Linked DNA regions of Mus musculus: region 2 is linked to region 1. The links are chromatin contacts, called in public promoter capture Hi-C maps. All regions are on one chromosome and are shown on one strand. The core of a region is the stretch at or near the end of the contact, and the rest is flanking DNA. Distances in the headings are between cores, read along the strand shown. Region 1 holds the start of Nme4 (NME/NM23 nucleoside diphosphate kinase 4). Region 2 has its middle 6.2 kb from the start of Gm17382.

Evidence for each region. Promoter capture Hi-C pulls out the DNA fragments that hold promoters and counts their contacts.
Region 2: a promoter capture Hi-C map of liver shows a contact between it and region 1, with 2.4 times the contacts expected there. The contact joins the enhancer-like site here to the promoter of Nme4 in region 1. A contact is called at or near these places in 3 of 39 promoter capture datasets (hippocampal neurons and liver) and 1 of 9 other capture datasets (liver).

Annotation. Positions count from the first base shown.
Region 1 is chr17:26,093,413-26,097,256 of GRCm38.p6, forward strand. It overlaps Nme4 (NME/NM23 nucleoside diphosphate kinase 4), which reads right to left and starts at 2,058. Exons shown (of 5, transcript NM_019731.1): 1 at 1,953-2,058; 2 at 725-858; 3 at 447-548; 4 at 205-317. The coding sequence starts at 2,040.
Region 2 is chr17:26,890,486-26,894,329 of GRCm38.p6, forward strand. No RefSeq gene overlaps it. Among named protein-coding and RNA genes, the nearest start is that of Gm17382, 6.2 kb to the left of the region's middle. Within about 2 kb of position 2,241, at least 72 of the 459 cell types and tissues checked have an H3K27ac peak or open chromatin away from gene starts, as enhancers often do. A contact at or near this core is called in liver, where this site is marked.

The DNA.
Region 1 (3,844 bases), core at 808-3,307:
TTTGGACAGGGTTTCTCTGTGAAGCCCTGGCAGTTCTGGAACTCCCCTTTGTGACCAGGCTGTCCTCAAACTCAGAGATCTGGCTGCCTCTGCCTCCTGAGCGGTAGGATTAAGGGGGTGTCACTGTCACTGTCACAGCCGCCTGACTAACACTGGCCTTCTTTGCCCCACTTTGGGAGACTAAGGGTGTCAGGGCCTCCATACCTGCTGATGTGAACACTGAAGTCGCCCCTGATTGTCCCGGGGGCTGCCTCTGTTGAGTCGGTGTGTCCTATCATGGCCCTTGAGATATGGACCACATTGGGGCCTTCCCAGACCTGCAGCACAGATATGGGGGTTCGAGAGAAGCTGGGGACCCTGGGTGCCCTGGGCTCAATCCAAGCCCTTTCCTTTGCTCGGAGAATGACACCCCAAAGACCCATTCCATTGCCCCTGCCCTGCTGTACCATGGCCACCACAGGCCCAGAGCTCATGTAGCTGATAAGAGCTGGGTAGAATGGCTTCCTCTGTAGGTCCCGGTAGTGCTCAGCAAGGATGCTTTCTGGTGCCTGTGTGGAAAGAGGTGTGAGACCAACCCTCGGAGAATAAACCCCCAATTGGTGTCCTGAGTTTGGGGCACCTTTTGGACACAACTCCAGAAGCTAGCTCCTACAATGGATACCTCCCAACCCTTGCAACTGCAAGTGCTAGGAGCCTTTGGGACACCACAGCCCAAGGGAGATACCTGCAGCATCTTCATCCCCACGAGCTTGAAGCCCCGCCTCTCAAAGCGTTGTATCACAGTCCCCACTAGTCTCCTCTGTACCCCATCTGGCTTCACAGCAACCAGCGTCCGCTCTTGGGGCCAGGGGGGGCCTCCTGTTAAAAAAAAAAGACAGGTCGGGGTGAGGATGCTCCACATTTTCAGGGCCCTCCCACCTAGATACCTGACAGAGCTCAGACATCAAAGGACTGGGAAGTTCCTGCCACAATACAAACACAGACAAATGCAAAGGGGAGCCGCCCTGGCAGTCGCAGAAGCTGCTCAAGGTGGAGATGGTTTCCCTGAAAAGGCTCAGATAACTTAGGGGCCAGAGAGTCTTGGTGATGAAGTCTCCCTTTCCCCTGAAAAGAAAACTTGAGTCTAGCCTCACATGACTCCAGGTACCACAGTGTGTGAAGCCCAGGCTTGCCCACAAGGAGCTTATCCTCTGGGTGTGGAGAAATGGCATTGAAATCAAGGAATATTAGTGCACGATGTCTAGGCGGGCTAAGTGCTGGGGACCAAGGATCAGGCTTGAGCAGAGGATGACCCACACTACAGGGCAGAAACATAGCTGCCACGGCACGTGCGTCTCCTCCAAAAACAAACGCTACTTCTGAGAGGGTCCTAGCCCCTGACTGACTCACAAAACGGTAGCAAAGTTAGGAGAAACACCAAGTTAGAGAAGAGGTGATCGACCAGGCTCTAATCCCCAGGCCACAATGAATGCCCACTAAACTCAACAGGCTGATAAAAGGGGGGAGGTGTCTCCCTAACTTGCAAGTTCCCCAAGGGACAAGAGACCCAGGATAGCCCCAGAGTCTGATGCCTGCTGGTCTGTGCCTTGGTGAGGCTATTCAATTTCCAAGATTCATGAAAGGAATACCCTTTATCTGGCTCTCAGAAAGCACCCCATGAGTGGATAGAAAGGGCCAAGACCCCAGGAAATGACCGGGGTGTCTTAGGCCTGCTCTGGCTCAAGTTTCAATACCCGGGCAACAACTGCTCCGCGGAGGGAACGTGACCCCATAGCGTCTGGTAGTCTCCCCGCCTCGGCTTTGGCTTTCTACTGCTAAAAGCTCTGTCCCGGGCTGCTGAGGGTTGGACTTGCACTCCTCCGGGACAAGACCAAGCCTTTGGCTGCCGCACGTGCGCAAACAAAGGCCGCGCAGCGGCCATCCGCCTAGTTCCCCACGGGCACAGGACTCACCGGAACTGGGGCGCACCAGCAGGCACTGAAAGCGTGGCCCGCACAACAGCGCCCGCAGCGCCGCGACGCGCCCGAAAAGGCTGCCCATGTTGCGGGCTGGCGCCGCACTGAACGCCGCGCAGAGCGGGCAGTGGGAGGTGCCACGCATTGCCCCGCCCCGCCTCCACCCTAAGGGGCCCGCTGGGGCCCCACATCACATTCTTGTCTTCTGGAGCTGATAGCCTTCAAACACTGATCTCTGTTAAAATCAGGGTGCAGCTCAGTGACGGAGCGCTTGACTATCATGCTCAGAGCCTTGGGCTCGACCAACCCCAGTACTGCAGGGGGAAAAAAAATGAAAAATTATGTGTGTGTGTGCGCGTGTCTATGCGCGTATGTATAAATTTTGCAGTTGCTCATTCAGTTTTTAGATTATATACTTGTTTTCATAACGTACAGTCAAATATTGTTATATCTACTTTTGGGGGCAGAGTGGCCATCGCCGCAAATACCAACTGGCTCTCTAAGTTTGACAGTTGGACTATTTGTCAGTTCTGTTATTACATCCTTGATTTTCAAGTTATCTATCAATTTATTTATTTATTGGAATTTTTTATTTTGTTTAAACCTCTCTAGATTAAAAAAGTTATTTTTTATTTACTAGCAGGGTGGTGGTGGCATACTCCTTGAATTTAGCCCTCAAGAAGGTAGAGTCAAGCTCTCTGAGAATCCCTCCCCCCCCCCCCACCCCCCGCCTGTGTTTTTGTTTTTGTTTTTGTTTTTCCAGACAGGGTTTTCTCTGTGTAGCCCTGGCTGTCCTGGAACTCACTCTGTAGACCAGGCTGGCTTTGAACTAAGAAATCCACCTGCTTGTGCCTCCCAAGTGCTGGGATTAAAGGCGTGTGCCACCACTGCTGAGAAACCCTTTCTCAACTCACCCCCAAAGAAAAATGATTTACATTGAACAGTTGAGAGCTGCCCAGGATGGGTGCTAGGAACCGAACTCACATCTTTTGGGAGGCCAAGCACTGCTCTCTTAACCACTCAGTCATCTCTCCAACCCCATCTGTGTACCACAGCTGGGAGCTGGGAATTGCTTTGACTTTATGACAAAGGTATAATCAATCCTTGCTGCTGTCACTGCATTGCATATGTAGCAGAGGTTGGCTTGGAACTCTTTTTTTTTTTTAAGATTTATTTATTTTATGTATATGAGTACACTAGCTGTCTTCAGACACACCAGAAGAGGGTGTCAGATCCCATTACAAATGGTTGTGAACCACCATGTGGTTGCTGAGAATTGAACTCAGGACCTCTGGAAGAGCAGTCAGTGCTCTTACCCGTTGTACTTTATTTTATTATATATATTACCCCTTGAACTTTTATTGTTGTTTTTTTCGAGACAGGGTTTCTCTGTGTAGCCCTGGCTGTCCTGGAACTCACTCTGTAGACCAGGCTGGCCTCAAACTCAGAAATCTGCCTGCCTCAGCCTCCCGAGTGCTGGGAGTAAAGGCATGCGCCACCACCGCCCGACTTCTCACTGTGTATCTTGCTGGCCTGGAACTAGCTATGTAAACCAAGCTGACTTTGAACTCACAGAGTTCTATTTAAATACCAAGATTAAAAGCATTGCCAGGGCTGGAGAGATGACTCAGTGGTAAAGGACACTGACTGCTCTTTCTGAGTTCAATTCCCAGCAACCACATGGTGGCTCACAATCACAATGGGATCTGATGCCCACTTCTGGCATGCAGGCATACACAAAATAAAATTTTAAAAATCTTTAAAAAGAAGGGGAAAAAAAAAAAAAGCATTGCCAGCCGGGCGGTGGTGGCGCACGCCCTTAATCCCGGCACTTGGGAGGCAGAGGCAGGCAAATTTCTGACTTTGAGGTCAGCCTGGTCTACAGAGTG
Region 2 (3,844 bases), core at 991-3,490, 800 kb after region 1:
TGACAGACTGCAGGATAATAGTGAGCCCCTAAAAGGGCAATGGAAGCCATCAGGACCCAGAGCTAAAGAAGGGTGGGGACACAGTGAAGGCCTTGGCCAGGCTCCGCACACTCTGTGTGCTCTGTCAGAAGTGCAGAAGTGTGCACTGTGGGGCTAGCAGTGCTCACAGGCATATCAGGATGGGCAGAGACCCTGGCCACCGAGAACACAGCTCCTATTCAGTGACAGGAGCCTCAGCAGGTCCCCAGGTTTTTGAAGGAGGTGGCTTTCCAAGCATGTTACTGTCCCTGGCTATCTCAGGGAGGCAGACCCTGCCCATCCAGCTGCCCTGTGGCCCTGTGTGGAGGGGAAGTCAGCCCACACTTACAACCAGAAAGCTGAACAGGTGGAAAAAATACAAAGTTTCCAAGTGAGGGAAAGCCTGTGACAGAAGAAGAAAGATATCTTGGTACAGATGTGCAGTTTGTAATTTAGGATGTTATAAAGCAATCAAGACATTTTAACAAGTAAAAAGTTCATGAACTAGAAATGCTGTAGTAAGTTAACTGATCACATAGGGCTGAAGAGAGAGACTTTTTTTTTTGTTTTTGTTTTTTTTTTTGTTTGTTTGTTTTTTTGAGACAGGGTTTCTCCGTGTAGTCCTGGCTGTCCTGGAACTCACTCTGTAGATCAGGCTGGCCTCGAACTCAGAAATCTGCCTGCCTCTGCCTCCCAAGTGCTGGGATTAAAGGTGTGCGCCACCACCACCCGGGTGAGAGAGAGAGAGAGACTTTTTCCATGCACTTTGGGGTCCAGGTGTGCAGTGCATTTGATCATTAGTGTTAGCAGAGTGTCGGGCCTGCCCTACCCTCCATGCTCTTGAATGGACTTACCCGTAGCAGCTCCAGCCTAGCCGAGGGCGCTATTCACTGTGAGTGCCCTAGGTAATGAATGCATCATTTAAAAATCTATCAGTCAGTCAGTCAGTCAGTCAGTCAGTCAGTCAGTCAGTCAGTCTCTGTCTTTCTGTCTGTCTGTGTGCACAGGACAAGTGTGTCTTCGCCTATTGCTTTCTGTTTTATTGCCTTTAGAGAGGGTCTCTCACTGACTGGAAGGTTCCTTGTTTTTGTTAGACTGGCTGGCCAGCAAGCTTGCAAAAGCCACTGTTCTCTGCCACCAACACTGGGATTCCAGGCACGTGCAGCCATGTTTGGCTTTTTTGTGGTTTTGTTTTGTTTTGTTTTGTGACTGGGTCTCCTTATGTAGCCCTGGCTCCCTGGCGCTCCTGAAGCTTGTTATGTAGACCAGGCTGGCCTCAAATTTACAGAGGTCAAGCTGTCTCTGCCTCTCAAGTGCTGGGATGAAAAGCACGTGCCAAGCACACCTGGCCTTTGAGAATGGCTCTCACTCTAGTTTTACTGTACTTAGGTATGGCTACTACACAGATAAAATTATTTTACAGTTACCTCCAGCATTCTGTACAGAAGCACGCTTTGCAGGTTTGGAGCCCAAGTACAGTCCTGGGCCAGACATGTTGGACCTCTCTATCCAGCTTGTCTCCTAGGCTACAGCATGGAGCCTAGATGTACAGCACACTCCATGATGGTTACATAAGAAAGAAAGAATCTTGCAAGGCTAAGGGAAGAGTGCTGGCCTAGCACCCATGAGGCCTGGGTTCTAGTACCGAGAAAGGAAATGCAGTGAGGAGAGAGGGAGGGAGGCAGAAAGGGAGGGAGGAGAGGAGAGATGGAGGGAGGAAAGAAAGGAGGGAGAGAGGGTGGGAGAGAGGGAAGAAGGGAGGGAAGGAGAGGAGAAAGAAGGAGAGAGGAAAGGAAAGAAGAAGGGAGAGATGGAGAGGGGGGAAGAGAAAGGGAGGGAGGGAAGGAAGGAAGGAGAGAGGGAGGAAGAAAAAGAGGGAAGGGGGGAGAGATCCATTACTACAGGATGAAATCTGCCAATTTGCTAACCACAGTCCTCTCAGAGTGTGTACCCATGGAGGATACATGACTGTGTTTCTTGGCTGTGGGACTCCCTTCCAAAATGACCTGTTCTGGCAGATACAAGGTCTGCTGAGAGGGTGAGCGTGTCAGAAGGCTGGCCAGGGGAGGCCAGGGGAGGAGGGTCTGGGACCTTTGCCCTCAGCTGTACCTTTGTGAGTTCTGCTGGCTGGGACCTGCCAGGCAGCCTGTCTCTCTGGTCACCAACACCTCAGCCTGTCAGGAGGAGGCTCATTCCCTCTGCTCAGTACAGACACTGCAGCCCCAGGAGGGAGGGAACACAAAGGCCATATCTAGCCCTAGTCTCCTGCTGTGGAGCTGTGTCTACAGTCTAGGCTCAGATGACAGAGACAGAATTGAGCTCTGGATGACAGCTGGACTCGGAGCTGTCAGTCTGTCGGCCAGGGAGGGTGGACACACTCCGGGCTTGCTGGTTCTGCCTAGAGAAGCTCGGCCCTGACGCTATGCAGAACCTCTATTTATAATTTCCCGTGATAACAGGGCCATTCATCCGCGCTGTTGGCCCTAATTGCGCCGGAGCGGGGGATGACAGCTTAATTATGAACCTCACAAAAATTGAACTTGGGCTGTATCAACAAAGTCCAATCGCTGTCACTCAGGGGTAGCTCTTTGCCCTTCATTGTGGCAAAGGGCACTTGGAAAAAAAGAGAGAGAAAAGAAAAAGAGAAAGAGAAAGGAAAAGCTTGGCCGAGTTCCATTTCCAACAGACTTTTATTTTCTGGCTCCAAAGCATCCCAGTTTGGGAGACAGAAAGAAGCCCTTTTCTGTTTGCTGGGGAGGTAGCTGGCTGGTCACTGCCTGGTTGGAGTGGTGCCCCCCCACCCCGGAGATTCGGGATATGAGCATTAAAAAGGGGTCTTGGGGATTGCTTGTTAGGGATTGAAAACCGGGTGCAATTCAGCCCACAGATGTTTTATTTGGCAAGCAGAGTTTTCTTTTTTAAACTTTAAAAAACGTTGTGGTAAAATCTACATCGCACAAAATTAGCCATTTTAGAGCCCTCAGTTCCCTGCTCTGTGACTTTTACAGTATGGCCACCAGCTGTCTCCCAAGTGTTTTCACCACCTCAGAAGAAACCTCTGTACCCGTTAAGCCCCAATTTCCTGTTCTATCCCTCCAAGGCCCTGGCCAAGGCATTCTGGTCCTGATGTTGTGGATGCAGCCACTGTGGCCCTCAGTGTCTGGCTTGGCACCACATCTTTCCCTCCCGAGGGAGGTTCCTTCACACTGTCTCAGCACAGGAGAGGCTTTGTCCTGGTTCCCGGCCGCCTTATGGAGACACAATTCCTGGCTGTGTCGTGCATGAAGCCTTCTCTACTTTCTCTTCCTTGTCCACGGTCATCCATTGTGTCACCATGTCAGAATCAAATGAGTTGTCAACAGTGAGCTGAAGTTCACAGAAGAATGGAACAGCTTTACAAGCCTATGCGTCCCTGCTACCCAGCGCTGGGAGTCTGGCTGCCCTGGCTAGACATGAAGGAACAGAGGCTACTCAAGCCACTGTGCCCGTGAAGATCACAGGGTGACAGTGTCTAGGGAGAGCCACCTTCTTGCTCCCCACCACTGTTGGCTTTTTCTGGCGGGGAGAGACAGTAAGGATCAGGAATTCTGTCTTAAGGGAGGTATGACCCCTGCTCATGGGAGGCCCTGCCCTGGTGTTTGGTTACTCTGTGCTTTTGCCCTTTGTGTTTCTCTTGAGAGACACACCAAATACTTGCGTGGTCTTGGTGGGCAGGGTCTGTGCTGTATTCTCTTAGGCTGAAGATCTGGCTGTGTTACATTAGGTGCCTAGATCAGGCCCAAAGGACTCTGTGGGAAAGCCTGCCTGGGCTTCTAAGTAGGGAAGG